Regions from separate parts of the Mus musculus genome. Here all the other regions are linked to region 1. The links are chromatin contacts, called in public ChIA-PET and HiChIP or PLAC-seq maps. All regions are on one chromosome and are shown on one strand. The core of a region is the stretch at or near the end of the contact, and the rest is flanking DNA. Distances in the headings are between cores, read along the strand shown. Region 1 holds the start of Trib2 (tribbles pseudokinase 2). Region 2 has its middle 34 kb from the start of Gm36235. Region 3 has its middle 33 kb from the start of Gm36235.

Region 1 (5,043 bases), core at 713-3,212:
GTTACTGTCCTTCGATACACTTTCTCTTGTGGCGACCCCCAAACATCAAATTATTTTGCTGCTACTTCATGACAGTAATTTTGCTTTTGTTATGCATAGAATGTAAATATCTGATATGTGACCCCTGTGAAAAGGTTGTTCACCGCAAAGGGGTCACAACTCACAGGCTGAGAAACACTATCATAATTCTTCATATATTTCCTAGAACTGCAACTGCAGTTCTAGGGGTCACATGAGGTACGCAGGGCTGTCATTTAACAGACGAAAACTAGAGATCCTGGGAAGAAAAAGAAGCAAAAACAAAAACCAAACCAAACCAAAAAAGCCCATGCGAATTCAGTTTCCTTCTGAATCTGAAAACTGATGCTGAACACAAGTTTCTCAAACTTCTACAAGAAAGTTTGGTGACAGTCACCCAACAGAGGCCCCAGGGAACCTTTCTCAATGGATCCTCTGTAGAGATTGTTTGTCTAGGACCTGTTCTTGAACTGGGCAGAGACTGCATGGCACACTACTCTGTAGTCATGGTGACTTCCTCAAGCTGTGGTCCCCTTAAGGGACAGTTTAGGGATCAGAGTCTGAGTTTAAGGCAGATGAGTGGGGAGAAGGATGGGAGATCTATGAGAAGACATGGGGCATTTTAGTTTCTTCTCAAGATCTGTCCTCTAGGGTGGCTAGCTGAACAAGCAAGGTCCATTCACTACTCTGAAACAACCCTCAGGGAACTCCTGATCATTAGAGCCACTATTGTCCCGGTTAAGTATAATTATAACTAGTTCTCTATTTCTGTTCAAAAGTGGTAGTGCAGAATATTGTTACAGAGTGACCTCCCTCATAGAAAGAGGTGCCTTATGCGGGTAAAAACTCAAGAGTAAGCCCAGCAGTCTTGCCCCAGACCTTGGTTGCTTCTTTCTCTTTCTGTTTTCCCCTGCTACATTGCTACTCTTACCAGGATGCATTAGGTAAAGTCAAGAGGCTTAAGCTGTGGTCTGAACTTTCCCCAGGTCTGTTCAAGCCAATGGTCCAGAACCTTCCCAGGAAGTTAAGAATAAGCAAGGGTCAAAGTGCAGCCTTCCGTTGAACCCGGTATTGAATGTGTTCTTGGCCTAAATACTGAGATGCCGGGGCTGGAGAAGCCTGACTCCTTGGCTAGGAGCCAACATCCTTTGCTGGAAGTGTGGGTGCAAAGGTGTGTGTTCCTGAGCTCTCCCCAAAGACCTTGTCCTGAAGTCAAAAGACTCTGAAAGGATCCCCAATCCTATAACTGGTAAGTGGGGGAGGGGTGGTGACACTAACTACAAGCTCACAATGGACTTCTGTTGAAATGATAAGCAACCGGAGAGAAAGAATAAAACTAATTCTAGAGACTGTGGGCTGCAAGAATCCTTCATTTTTTTTAAAACCCGCGGGGAACTGCTTGTTCAGGTTAACATAGCAGCAGAGGGGTGCCCGGTACCCAGAAGATGCGAGGCTTTCTGCGGAAAATCCCGGGGAAGAGGATCTAAGTCTCAAAGTTGACCTGAGCCTGCCGGTGTTGCGTGGCGACGGTGGCAGATACACAGTCCAGCATCCCTGTCGCTGCAGCGCGAACAGCAGGCCAGGGGAGCCCAGAGCCCTTGGACTGCGGAAGGATATAAAGCACTGTTTACCTCGCGCCTGGCCGAGCCATCCGGGGGCGAGGCTGGCGCCCCCAGTGGGGGCACTGCAGGAGTGGCGGCAGCAGCCCTGGCCGCCGGCGGGCGCAGGGGAGCCGCGCGCGCACTGGCAGCGGCGCCGCTGATTGATGGGCTCCGGGCTCAATGACAGGGGCCGGGGCGTGGGTAGGGCGGGGCCGGCGAAGAGGGCGGGGGCTCTGTGGAAATGTGTCGGTGACATTGAATGGGGAGACCGAGCGCGAGCAAGCGAGGCGCGCGCGCACACATACGCGCACACACAGCCGGGCTCGCTCCGAGATCCCCGGCCACGTAAGTAACTATTAATACCGCCTCGCCCGGGGATGCGGGCGTGCTTGAGCGCCGGGATTGGCCTAGGGCGCCGTGGCCATCCCCTTTAATTTTTAAATACACGGTCCTCTCCTACTTCTGGGTGGCAAGAAAAAAAAAATAATAAGAAAAGAAGACAAGCCGTCGATTTTTATTTTTCCTGCAGAGCAAACCCCGCCGTGCAATTTGGTCGCAAGGCATCGGGAGACAAGAGTGGTTTGCAAATTGTTTCAAGGCTCAAGACCCAGTTGTGCAGCGGAAAAGGAACGCCGCGGGTTGACGGAGTCCGGGGAGCATCTGCTGGCAGCTCCTGCAGGACCCCCGGAAAGCTCCTGCTGCTGGTACCCCCCAGGTCACCGCCCGCACTTCTTGCTTCATCGGAGGAGGATCTGGGACGTGAGCAGCGACAGCAAGAGCTAGTGCTGACCGCGCGGGCTCTGCCTTGGGCTTTGTCGCGGTACCTGTGCCTGCCCTACTCCGCGCACTCCCTACTCAGCTTTTGCAATCTTTTGTTGCCACTGCTGACCGCCCCAAGTTAAAAGCGCCTTTGCAATTTTTTTTTTCTGTCTTTTTTTTTTTTTCTTGAGAGAGACAGCTCTGCGATTTTTTGGAAAAGCCTCAGACGCCATCTACAGTTAAGACTTAGGTAACTGCCCTCTCTAGCACCCCCCTTACACGCCCCCCACCCTTTCCACCAAAAAGAGGGGGGTGCAGCGCGGATTCTGGCTGCCGCGCGGCGTGAGCCGGTAGACCCGAGCTTATTTCCTTTTTCTTTTTGTTTGGTTTCTAACGCGTGGAGGGCGAGCCGGCGCCGCGCGCTCCCTGAAGACTGCACAAACTCCACGCAGGGCTTCTCCGCCCGGTCTGCGGATCCTCAGCTGGGGATCGCTCAGAAGCCCGGCGCTGCAGCTCCTCACCCCAGAGGCACGCTCACTCGTCCAGATCCACGCTGCGAACAGAGACCCACTGAGTCCAGCGTGCGGTTCTGCACCGCGCTGGCAGCTTCTGGGTAACAAAAGGACCCGAGTTGTCCGCAGAGCGAGCACCCCCGGGAGCGGGGCTCGCAGCCGGGGACCAGCCCTGCAGCGCCCATCTGGGGGCTAGTTCTTAACTCTTCCTCCACGGAGCCCCAGACGGGTCCCCTCCCTTCTTGATCCTTTTAAGTCGGTAGCACCGAGGCGCCTGCACCGGCGCGGCTCATCCATCTCTCCAGAGGGGTTTTTTGGTTTGTTTGTTTGTTTTGTCGTGTGCGATCCTCACACTCATGAACATACACAGGTCTACCCCTATCACAATAGCGAGATATGGGAGATCGCGGAACAAAACCCAGGATTTCGAAGAGCTGTCGTCTATAAGGTCCGCTGAGCCCAGCCAGAGTTTCAGCCCGAACCTTGGCTCTCCGAGCCCGCCCGAGACTCCGAACTTGTCGCATTGCGTTTCTTGCATCGGGAAATACTTACTGTTGGAGCCTCTGGAGGGAGACCACGTTTTCCGCGCTGTGCATCTGCACAGCGGAGAGGAGCTGGTTTGCAAGGTAACCAGCCCAGCTTTGCTTTTGCGTTTTGTTTTTTTGCTTAAAAAAAATTAAAATTTTTTTTTTAAAAAATTAAAAAAAAATCATCCTGGGTCTTTTGCCAGGGGCCGGGGACGGTGCGGGAGGTCGGAAAGCTCTCAAGTCCAGGGGCGAAAGACTCCCGGGATCATTATGCGTGGCCTCGTTAAGAGGGTTTATTTGTGTGTCTGTCCACGTTCGACTAGTTGCGAAGTTTTCAGACCGTTTCAGACAATGAGGCGGGCTGCAGCGGGGGCGTTTTGGGGAGATCCGGGAAGGGAGGGCGGCGAATCTGAACTGGGGCACGGACACGCGTGCCCCTTAGGAGGCTCGTAGAGCTCGGGTGCACCGGGCTGATTCCCCTTGCCTGGGCATTTCTCTCTCTGAGTCGATTCCCCTCCCCTCGCTGCAAGGACTAGGGAATCCCCGGTTGGTTTTCAAACGCTGCTCCTCTGGTTTCTTTTGTAGCCATTGTTCTTAGCAGCCTGCAGGTGTTAAACCTTTGTTCCAAAGGTGGCCTTTTAAAAGAGACACAAAAAGTGTCCCCTCTGGCTGAGACCAAGGCTCTAGCCGGGGAAAAGAGGAGTTTTAAAGCTCTTTCTTCGGCTTGAAGCCTGGAAAGGAAGGTTGGGGTGGAAATTCGCCCCTTGCGCACCTTTGGGTGAACAACGAATCCTTTGGTTCTTTTTGTCTAGGTTTCTTCGCGTCTTCAGACTCCCTGACTGCACACCCCCATTGCTACTCCCCTGCACCCACAAGGCCACCTTTGCCTGTTTAGAGACTGCCCTTTAGAGCCCCCTGGGCTAGTACTAAGAAGGACACTTCAATTTCCTTTTTGTCTTTGACCCTGAACAGTAACTGGTTTGTGTCTCTATGTGTCAGTGTGTCTTTGTGTGTGCTAACCGAGTACCAGACAAGAGGACCAAGGAAGGATAATAACAAAGTATTTGACTACAGTCAGTTTCCTACTGCAGTGGAGAACAGGACTTCCCCAGATGTAGATCAAGAATACATTACCACTTAAATTTAGGTTCTTCTTATTTATTTATTTATTTATTTATTTATTTATTTATTGAGGTGGAAGTGCGACTGTGCTGCCTTTAAAATGGGTAATGTGCACAGCTGTGCTACAAATACTGTATTACACTTTTCCTCAATTAATCACTGGCTGCTTTGTGAAATCACCTTCTTTCGTGCTGACTTGGAGCGCTTCCTTGCAAAAACCGGGTGGGTGAAGATCTCAGAAGGCAGTTCTGAGATTATTTATTTCCGATTTTTAGAGGAAACCAGAGACTCTTTAAATGCTGCTGTTTGCATGTACTAAGTGTTGGGGGTTTTTGCATCTTCTCCAAGTTACTGTAATCAAGAGCAACTATGCCCAGCTAAAGCATTAAATTTAGTAGGCAACTCAGAGCCTGATTGGAGCCCCACACACTGCACAATAGGACAGTCATCCTTTGAAATGAATGAATTCCACTGAGCTGTCATTCTCCTATGAAATATGCACCA
Region 2 (5,043 bases), core at 1,508-4,007, 230 kb before region 1:
AGGGAAGGCTGGCCCTCCACTGACACACATTATACAGCTGCCTTTCCTATGCTCTGTCCTGAGTATTAACTCTGTCAGCCTTCCCCCATCTCACCTCCGTTTTACTTTTTCATCAGGACACATTCTTTTTTGTTTGTTTGTTTGTTTGTTTGTTTGTTTGTTTTTGTCTTTCAAGACAGGGTATCTCTGTGTAGCCCTGGCTGTCCTGGAACTCACTTTGTAGACCAGGCTGGCCTAGAACTCACAAATCCACCTGCCTCTGCCTCCCAAGGACATATTCTTTTTTTTTCCTCTCTCAACTTTCAATGCTTAACTCAGATAGAGGTTTTGCAGGGTGTCTTCTACCAGACTCTTTGGTCTGGCCCATGACTGACATGCCTGATCTCTGATGCTTGCTTTCACCACTGTAGTCACCAACAGAAACAGAAGATTCTCCCCTGCATGTGTCTCCTTAGACAGACTTTAGAGACCAAGACATTATGTATCACTAACTGTTCTCCATAGGATCTATCTATAGGCTATCAGGGGAGAGTGCTCATCTAGCACAAAGATAAGGAAGGACCTTTATAATCTCTGTGTCTTTGCCCACAAAGACTGTTCTGGCTGAGCAGAGTGAAGCATCTGGGCCTGATTCTATCTCAGGAAGCCCTGTAGCAGACATATAAATGTGAAGGAGGAGACCCCATGGAGGCCCAGGCACAAAGGATGCGGACCAGTAACTGCCTGTTACATCTCTATCCAGTGCTTCCTCCATCATCTCCAGTGCAGAAACAGTGCTTTGACAACAAGCCAGGTACTCACCCGCTGGCAAAGAAGAATCAGGGACTGATTGGAAGCATCTTGTACCTGGAACCCACAGGCTACCTCTGTCTCAGGTCACACCCATCCACAAACACTCATCATGATGAAAAGACTGAGTAGAGGGAAGTGGCATACTCTTAACTGCCACCTGAATATAAGGAATTAAAAAACTTCTCTGTACACTACAAAGCACACACCAGGAAGGTCCTCTCCTGTACTGTGATTTGAATTGGATTTATATTTGGTAGTAATGTGACTAGTTAGATGGTGACATTTTGAAATGACTAAGCTGGATTGGAATTTACATGAAAATTATTCATATACTTTTACTTTGCTTGTCTCACCAGGCAAGACAGTGAGAATACACACACAAGGGTTTCTTCCAGCTTTGAGTACCTCTAAGTGAGATTCAAACATTTGTTATTGTGGAAGCAACAGAGAGAGAATGATCAATTCTAACTTCTCCATCCAGGAAAGACTGGGTAGAACCAACAAATAGTGCAATTGTTGCTTAGTCGAGAATATCCCTTACCCAAATGCACATGTAAACACACTTCTTCATATAACACACACAACACAAACACACACATATGTACACAGATACATATACACTTACACAAGTGCACACACATAATATACACATGTACAAACACACATATATATGCATACATATACATACATACATTTATATACACATGCACACATGTACACACATTACACATGTATACGAATATGTACACACATAAACACACATGTACATACAAACACGATGCACGCCTATCACATGCTTTTCACACACAAACACATGCACAGATACACGTACACAAATTCATCTGAGTTGGGAGAATGCACAGACTATTTCCAAGAGAACAACATCTATGAACAAATGAATTTCTCTGGGATTGTGGACAAATTACACTAGAGAAAGTATCTGATAAGAAACATCTTATTTGATGTAGCTGGTTCATTAAAGAGTTTTCAATGACTTCTTCCAATGTTACCATCTTTGTTCATTTAATATTTCTCTGGGGCTTCAAGATCAATGGACAAAGATGGCTTCTTTGTAACAAGATACAGCAATATCTCCATCTTATTTCCTGGTCAGTGACTGGACTAAGGAGATCGGGAGATCTTTTGCCTAGTGGAAAGAGAAGCAGTGCCTCTGTCTATTCTTTGATGATCGTGTGTTACTGAACAAGTATCTGAGGTCCAGGTTCCCGACTGTGAGGGAGATGAAAAGAACGCAATGCCAGTGAAACAGTGAATGGAAAAATAACAGCTCTCAGCTATGGAATGGACATGAGGCTGAGGGGACCCATATACCCTGGTGGGTAAGACTGGGAGAAGTCAAATCTAAAAATTCCATGAAAATTGACTGTTGGTAGATTTACATTAGCTTAAGGGCTAGAAGTGAGTTCTAACTAAATGGATTTTATGTAAAAATGGACCCTTTCAGAATGTTCTCTTGTTTTTATCCTTGTGATATCCCTACTGCTGGTAGACAGGGGGCACATTTGAGAGGCTTAAAGTGAAAACTCTCTTTACTGCTCTGTGCTCTCATATAATGTGTTTCATAGAAAAGAAGAAGAACTAAAGAACCATATGAAGTATCTTCTTAGTATGAACCTGAAGTTTCAGAACCCGGATCTGATATTGTTGCTCTCTGGTTTTCCAGGTCAAAAAACTGAAAGGCAAGGTCAGAGCATTCAGTCGCATGGCTTCCGCAGCTGCCGCCAGTTTTGTTCTTGTTTGCACTCTGAGTGTGGGTCGCACTGCTCTCTCTCTCTCTCTCTTCCTTTCAAGTCTGCCATGCACCTGCATGCTTCTCTCTATTTGTACATCATGGTTGGTTCTTCCTGCATGACAGTTCCTGATCAAGCTCTACAGATTCTCAATGGAGTGACAGGCGGAGCCTGTGAATGTGGGCAGGCAGTATTTCTTTTTCCACCTGTGTCACCTGTACCAACTGACATCTGTCATTTCCTGCTGTTTCAGGTTCACTGAACCTTCCAGATCAGCAGTGTTAGCAGTCACTCAGAGCATGTCAGGAAGAGAGATCATAGATTATTTTTGGTATTATATTATGATTATACATGTCTTGAAATACCATCCCTGTCATGTGGCGTTCACAAGGCATGGACTGTTAGAAAGCTACTGAGATAGCACTTGTAATAAGGTATATGGGACTGGGAGTGTAGCTCAGTAATAAAGTGCTTACATGGTATGTGTGAGGCCTTGGGTTCTAGCCCCCATCTCTCTCTCTCTCTCTCTCTCTCTCTCTCTCTCTCTCTCTCTCTCTCTCCCTCTCTCTCTCTCTCACACACACACACACACACACACACAGAGAGAGAGAGAGAGAGACAGAGACAGAGACAGAGACAGAGAAAAACAGAGGCAAAGATAAAGAGACAGAGAGAGACAAAGACAAACAGACAGAGAGACAGAGACAAAAGAGACAGACAGATAGAAGAACAAATACACAGAGAGAAAGACAGAGACCGAGACAGAAAGAGATATGTAGACAGAGATAGAGAGACAGACAGAGATACCCACATTCACAGAGACAGAGAGACTATCTTAGAAAGAAGGAAGGGAGAACTACTGAAGGGAGGGAGGATTCTTTGGAGAAGAAAGGAAGATAGGTTGATGAATACAATTAAAAAGTAAGGCAGCCCTTACTTTAAAAAAAAAGTTTAAAAAACAGTAAGGGGTTGGGGAAATGGCTCAGGGCTTAAGAACAGCCACTGCTCTTGCAGAGGCCCAGATTCGGTTCCCAACATCTACACTTAGTGACTTATAATTGCCTTTAACTCCAGCTCCAGGGAGTCTGATACCTTCTTCTAGCTTCCGCTGACACATGCACTCATGTGCACACAGACACCCATCCACATAACAAAAGATAAAATCTGTCTTTTTAAAAATGAGTTAGCTTTTTGTATCTTAACTTGTTATATTAATGTATACTATAATGTATATACAATTTGAATATAGTATGCATATTATTTTTCCAATTTTTATTAGATATTTTCTTCATTTACATTTCAAATGCTATCCTGAAAATCCCCTATGCCCTCCCCCCTCCCTGCTCCCCTACCCACCCACTCCCACTTCTTGACTAATATAATATATTATAAACACATTATAATATAATTATATATTATATAATAATATACTATATTATAAATATATCAAAATAGTATATGATGTGAAGATAACATTTCAAAACTATATAGGTTTCCTTTGTGTGTTTGGTCTTACACATTTAAATGCTGCATCATGTTTTCATGCCTCGTGAGAATTACTCTAGTGAGAATGAGTGTAGAGATTTTTGTTAGACTCATTGAGAGCCTTAGGGTTTAGACTATCACCTGGCACAGGATAATTAATAAATCTTTATAGAACCACTTACTTAGAAGGAGAACACTTCTGTTCAGCATTTTGGATGTCATTCCATGAAGCATCTCCTGTTATGTGTTTCTAGGAAAATGCCTGTCATCTTTCATGCCCTGTATGCACTCCTCTGTGCCCGTTCCTCCTGCCTCTGATTCCTGGCCATTGCTTTTGACAGTTGCTCTGACTGTAGTGGGCTTCCTGCCTCTTTGGTTGCAAATGGAGAGTCTCTACATTAGCTGAATAATGCATGCATTCTCTGATTCTCAAGCTCTACTTCAGGGTCTGCATAGAAGTAATGGACCTGTGGCACAATGGATGGGTGTTAGCAATGGTCCATGGGAAAGAAAGCTAGTAATATGATAGAATATGGAAATCCATGTTGCTTGCCAAAACTAAGAGGAATGTCTACAGTGCAACAAACATACTCTGTGCTTGACACAGTATGGCCAACATTACCAGAATAGGATTGCTCCTGATGATGGAAGTAGAGAAGATGGGCCCAAGCCATTGTGAGAAAAAGACCTCAGTGAATAAGGAGTCAGCTACATGGAGAAATACACACACATGCATGTTGATGAGCCAGGAATAAGCAGTGTACTGAGCTTGCATTTCTGCATTTGTTTTACTGCATAAAAAGAGAAAGCCCAGATCCAAAGAGTCAAACAGAAACCAGCCTGGGAAGCATGAAGTGTTTTGCTCCCTGCACTTTCTAGCTGGGCCAGGGCCTCATCTCAAAGTGTTAAATATCTCCCCATTTCCTCATTATAAGGGTCTGTCCCATGAGTTTACAATCTTCTTTGTACCTCTTTGTGAATATTACTTTCTTCCCCATGAACAACATTTGGGGTA
Region 3 (5,043 bases), core at 1,468-3,967, 170 kb before region 1:
AGGAATTTAAAAATCACCATCATACCAATTGTAGCACTTCTGTTCACCTCTTAATCAGGCTTGCCGAATTGCTAAATGTTTTAAGAAACTGTTTACTGAGGTACATGGTTGAAAAACATTTTCAAACTTCAGGGTCTTTGATCCTCATTAATACTCAAAATTTCCCTGAACCCAGAGGAAGGCAAGGTTCAACAGTGTAACAGAGAATCAAGTGGAAACAAACAGACCCATTCAGAGTGGTGGGAACATGCTAACGCTTGTGTTAAATGTTAACTCCCTTTAAAAATAAAAATAACACAGAGAGTGATCTCTGGTGAGGGAATAGATCGCTCTAGATTAGGCAAATTCTGTTGTTTCAGGTGTTTAACCTTGTTCCAAACCCCAGCCTGGAGTTCAAAAACAAAACCCACAAGCCTGAAGGCCAGTCCTCAGCACAGTAGTCTGAATGGAGCCCTATTAACAGTAACGAAATACCATGGACTTGGGACACTGGGACTGTGGCCCTTTGGCTTCTCAGAAGAACTTAAGATAGCTACACAGGGAACATGAGCAGCTAGCTTGTTTTTCACGGGGAACTCCATGGAAATATCTCCCCCAGGGAGACACTTGTTTGACCTGCTGTCTTTTGAAAGCTCATTCCTGGGGTCAAGTATTTGATTAGACCGGTGTGTGTGTGTGTGTGTGTGTGTGTGTGTGTGTGTCATCCATTTGGGGCTATCCCTGGGCAGGAACCTGACACAAGTACCTAGAGATGAATTTCCACCGTTTCTTCCTATTAGCTTCCCTGGTAGATAAAACCTCGGCTGTGTGAAATGTTAGCTCAGAGAAGGACTTGCTCAACCATGTCATTGAAAGGCCAACAGAGTGAACGCTGTCACAGCTGATGTGTTGCTAAGTTGAGAAAATGATCATCATAGTGATGACTTGCAGAGATGCCAGCTCTGGGAAATGTGCTCAAGTCTCAGAGGACAGGGACAGGAAAGAGTACAGGGAAGAAAGAGAAGGAAGGCACCTGAGGGTTCCATTCGACCGACGTTCTAAACAAGACGAAGAGCACGGCAATCTCTCACTGGCAGAAACAGCATCCATATATCCACACTCTCAGGGACCTTGGCCTTGGACATCATCCTGGGTGTGTTACCTTTCCATGCAAAGAAGTTCCATAGAACTTGGCTGTGTGTAGATTGAAAGCCACAGATCCACCAGAGTCCACCCAGCAGGAAGCACCTGGGCAGAGGTTTCACAAGCTCTCCTGGAAATGTTTGCAGGTCATGTCTCAGATTGGCTGAGGGCATGCATTGGTATAGAAGCACTTAATGAGAACTTGCACTTCTTAAGAGTCAGAGGCTAGACCTGAAAACAGAGATAGAGGATTAGATTGTGGGGCTACATGAAAACTAAAGAATACAATTGTTAGGGGCTGGAGAGATGACCCAGCAATTCAGAATAGATGTTGCTCTTGCAGAGGACCTGGGGTTAGTTCCCAGCACTGACATAGTGTTTCAAAGCCATCCATAACTCCAGTTTCAGGGGCTCTGATTCCCTTTTCTGATCTCTGTAGGTACACACATACATGTGGTGCACATATTTTCAGGCAAATTACTCATATACATAAAATTTAAAAACAAATATATTTTAGCGAATACAGCTGCAACTATACTTGGTTTGAGGATTTGGGGAATGAATATAAAAATGTATATCAAATGATTATATAATCAGGTACACATACACACACATACACCACACATACACACACATACACCACACTTATACATACACACACATGCAAATATACCACAATACATACGTATATACAGACACATACACACACATATCGTATACCACACACACACATATAGATACACATACAGACACACATACACCACACTCACATACACACACACACACAGACAGAGGGCAGGGGGAAGAGAGAGATATTTCTGCAAGAACAAACGAAGAAAAGTATTAAAAATGGATACCAGAAATTATAAGAAAATTAAGCTGAGTGCAGTGGGACACAGCTGAAATCTTAACACTCAGAGCCTCAAGCAGGAATGTCAAGGGCAGCCAGAGCTCTGGGGACATAGCCTGTGCTGGGTGGGGCTTTTCAGTGACAACTGTCTTGGAAACATCTGTATATCTGTAAGTTCAGCAGCCTCATTGGTCCACCAAGCTGTAATTAGGTGTAATTGTTCCTTGGTCTGCTTTCTGTGCCCTGACTGTGGAACCAGACAGTTGTTCATAGATCCTTGGAAAAGTCACGCCCACTGGTCCACGTCCTGAGAACCCGGAAGAAGTTTTTTCATACCATAATTCCGTTAAGCAACTGGGCGTGTGATATTAGGTCTATTATTTCAGATTACTCCATGGCTCTGACCCCAAAGCTCAGGAGAATTTGAAAATTCTAGAAATCAGGCCTCTTATGATCATCTTACTGGGAAATGTGAATGAGTTAGGTGAGACAGGCTTGGAGTTGCTCCATCTACCAGAAATTCAAATGCAGAGAATAACTTCTCAATTATTCATTCACCCCCTGATTTAATCAGTTGATAATCTCTGGGGAGAACTCTTTACAGGTACTGAACTGGATGGGGAAATCAATAAGGCAGAGTCTCTTACAATTCTCCCTCCAAGAGCTAGAGGAAAGTTCTGGAAGAACCACTTGCTGTGAGTGATGAGCTTCCCCTGAGGTGAGGTTTGAGCTGAGTGTTATGGAATGGAAACAAGCTGGCTGAGGGCACAGAGTGAGAAAGATTGCTGCAGGAAGTGGGGGGTTGCCAGTGTAAAAGGAAACATTTTTAAAATCTGAGTTTAAATTGGCATGCTGTCCTATATATCAGCAGAAGGGATAGTTGTTCTTTCTTGCATGGAAGACATTTCCTGGGCCATTAACAGGCAAGGAAGCCTTCTACGTCTGGATGTGAGCTCTCCCCAAGGACTGACCACCCCCAGCCCCTGCCCAGGGATGTTTGCTTTGGTCCTTTGATCTCTTCTAAAGCTTTTGAAAAGTCTGTGTGATTCTCATTAAATATTGAGTTAGAGAAACACATGTGTATTAAATGCTTATCCAGGTGTCACAAATAAGCATATGGAGAGCTAAAATGGAAGGGAAGTGGGAGTGGGGGGGGGTGAGGGAAGGACAGACAGATGGACTGAAAGCCTGACTGTCCCCAGGCCCTCTGTGAAGCCCTCATCAGCTGCTACTTTCTGGCTTTCAGACTGCGAAACTCTGACCCTTTAGTCCAGGATGCCAATTTGGTTTACCCGAACTCTGTTTAGTGGCAGTGTGGGGCTCTGGGGATAAAAATATGCCTTCAGTGCTTCAGTGACTTGTGAACTAAACTGGGTCTACACGACTAGAGCTGTGATCTATTCTACACTCTCCTTTTCCTAGCTTCCCTTGTAAGCAGCCCACCCCTTCTATAGCAGTGAGAAGTCAGCAGCTCAGGGAAACATTGTCTGTCAGAGTGAACGGGAAGATGATTTCTGAGGTCACTGCAGCCAGCTCCAGCACCTAACAGCTTACAAACTAGAACAGCTCTGCCGATCCTAACTCCCCTTTAACGTTAACCAGGATCATGAAAAGATCATCAATAATCTCACCCCTTCCCCATTTCTCGCAGTTACTCACACTCACCAACATCCACAAACAGCTGAGTGAATATTTACTGACACCAAGAGTTTTTTTTTCTGCCTATGACCTTCAAGAATTCAGAATGGACTTGATAATTATGAGCAGCGTCCACTTCAATTAAAATAAAGTGGGGGAGGGGGGAACAGCTGTGAATGCTGGTTGCTATCATGCTTGTTAGCTTGCATGTGTAGAATATTTTCAATTAAATAAACAGAAATGTGTTTTTCAAAAGGCAGTGACATCTAAGCAAGTGGGAAGGAAACAGACACCTGGCCATGGTAACTATCTAAACACCTGCCCTCTGCCGCTAAAGGGCATCTTTTTCTGCCAGAATCTGCTGTGTATCGTGGAGGAGAAGATTTGCCAGAGTGTAAATGGGCCCTTGGTTCTGAAGGAAATGAAATATACTGTCTCAGGTCAGTCTAACCAAATCCTAGATTAGAGGCAGATAGAAGAGCCACAAGAAAATTTAGACTTGAGCCTTTCTGACAGATACTGCCAGCCAATTGGGCTAGTAGTCTCCCCAGACAGCATAGTCCAGGGATCCTGTCTCTGCCTCCTCAAGCTGGAATTATTGGTGTGCTGTTGTGTTACCTGGAATTTACATGAGTTCTGGATTCCAAATTGTAGATTTCTTGCTTCGGGAACAAGAGCTTTAATTGCTGAGCCATCTCTTCAGCCCAAGGTTAGTATTTTTGTTTAGAAAATCCCTAAAACACTCAACCAGATGGTGGTCTCACTTGCTTCTCTTTCTTGGCCTCTGAAGTGAAATAATAGCAGAAATGCCTATTTCTGTTTTAACTATTGCTCTCAAAATGTACAAGTGTGAAAACTGGCCAAAACCAAAATAAATATAAAGGAAAAATTTTAAATAGGCTTTTTCCTCTTGGTTCTTGGATATTAAAGATAATGGTAGTGGGTGGGGGCTGAAACAAGAAAGGATGATGTGAGAAGACAAAATAGCACATGCTTTCTGTTGTATGTGGACTCTAGACTTAAAACCAATTTGTATGCATACAAATGCCATGAGAGCAGTAGTAGGCAGGGAAGAGCCAGGGAGATGAGGTGAGGCAGCATGGAAGAGATGGAGAAGAACTATAGGAAAGGGAGAATGCCATGTTTGTATAAAAATGAGCTAGTGAAAATGCCATATTTTATATGCCAATTAAAATATAAATGCAGTAAACAAAGAACACAGAATGACAGAGTATTTTATTTCCTAAACTTTGAAGCCAAGCAGTTGAGTAGCTAGAGCAATCCAGCTCAGGGTCAGAATTTCCCAACAGCCTTGAAATAGATATCCTGTTTGGTTCTGCAGTCTTGACTCAGTATTACAAGGGCGAAGCTTCACAGCTCCATGAACTTCTGTCTGGAGACCTGTATCCTGTAGCTGGGCATGTGGAAGTATT

The links. ChIA-PET counts read pairs in DNA pulled down with a chosen protein or histone mark. HiChIP or PLAC-seq counts read pairs in DNA pulled down with a chosen protein or histone mark.
Region 2: an H3K27ac HiChIP or PLAC-seq map of double positive thymocytes shows a contact between it and region 1, with 2.9 times the contacts expected there. The contact joins the enhancer-like site here to the promoter of Trib2 in region 1. A contact is called at or near these places in 9 of 39 promoter capture datasets (3T3-L1-derived adipocytes, embryonic stem cells, hematopoietic stem and progenitor cells and 5 more), 4 of 15 datasets of contacts at CTCF or cohesin (the NIH/3T3 cell line, large pre-B cells, pro-B cells and 1 more), 11 of 484 Hi-C or Micro-C datasets (CD4 T cells, CD8 T cells, MC3T3-E1-derived osteoblasts and 5 more), 20 of 115 datasets of contacts at active chromatin or transcription factors (the NIH/3T3 cell line, Th17 cells, a beta-TC-6 cell line and 16 more) and 3 of 9 other capture datasets (adipose tissue, embryonic stem cells and pancreatic islet).
Region 3: an RNA polymerase II ChIA-PET map of memory CD8 T cells shows a contact between it and region 1, with 273 read pairs. The contact joins the enhancer-like site here to the promoter of Trib2 in region 1. A contact is called at or near these places in 7 of 39 promoter capture datasets (the 3T3-L1 cell line, cancer-associated fibroblasts, cranial neural crest and 4 more), 1 of 15 datasets of contacts at CTCF or cohesin (CD8 T cells), 11 of 484 Hi-C or Micro-C datasets (CD4 T cells, the G1E-ER4 cell line, the N1E-115 cell line and 7 more), 14 of 115 datasets of contacts at active chromatin or transcription factors (CD4 single positive thymocytes, Th17 cells, double positive thymocytes and 10 more) and 2 of 9 other capture datasets (adipose tissue and embryonic stem cells).

What each region holds. Positions count from the first base shown.
Region 1 is chr12:15,813,704-15,818,746 of GRCm38.p6, reverse strand. Trib2 (tribbles pseudokinase 2) reads left to right here and starts at 1,962. Exons shown (of 3, transcript NM_144551.5): 1 at 1,962-3,516. The coding sequence starts at 3,247. It overlaps Gm5432 (a long non-coding RNA gene), which reads right to left and starts at 1,810. Exons shown (of 3, transcript XR_001780551.2): 1 at 1,650-1,810.
Region 2 is chr12:16,047,420-16,052,462 of GRCm38.p6, reverse strand. No RefSeq gene overlaps it. Among named protein-coding and RNA genes, the nearest start is that of Gm36235, 34 kb to the right of the region's middle. Within about 2 kb of position 2,757, at least 35 of the 459 cell types and tissues checked have an H3K27ac peak or open chromatin away from gene starts, as enhancers often do. A contact at or near this core is called in CD8 T cells, double positive thymocytes, regulatory T cells and 2 more, where this site is marked.
Region 3 is chr12:15,979,630-15,984,672 of GRCm38.p6, reverse strand. No RefSeq gene overlaps it. Among named protein-coding and RNA genes, the nearest start is that of Gm36235, 33 kb to the left of the region's middle. Within about 2 kb of position 2,717, at least 32 of the 459 cell types and tissues checked have an H3K27ac peak or open chromatin away from gene starts, as enhancers often do. A contact at or near this core is called in CD4 single positive thymocytes, CD8 T cells, Th1 cells and 6 more, where this site is marked.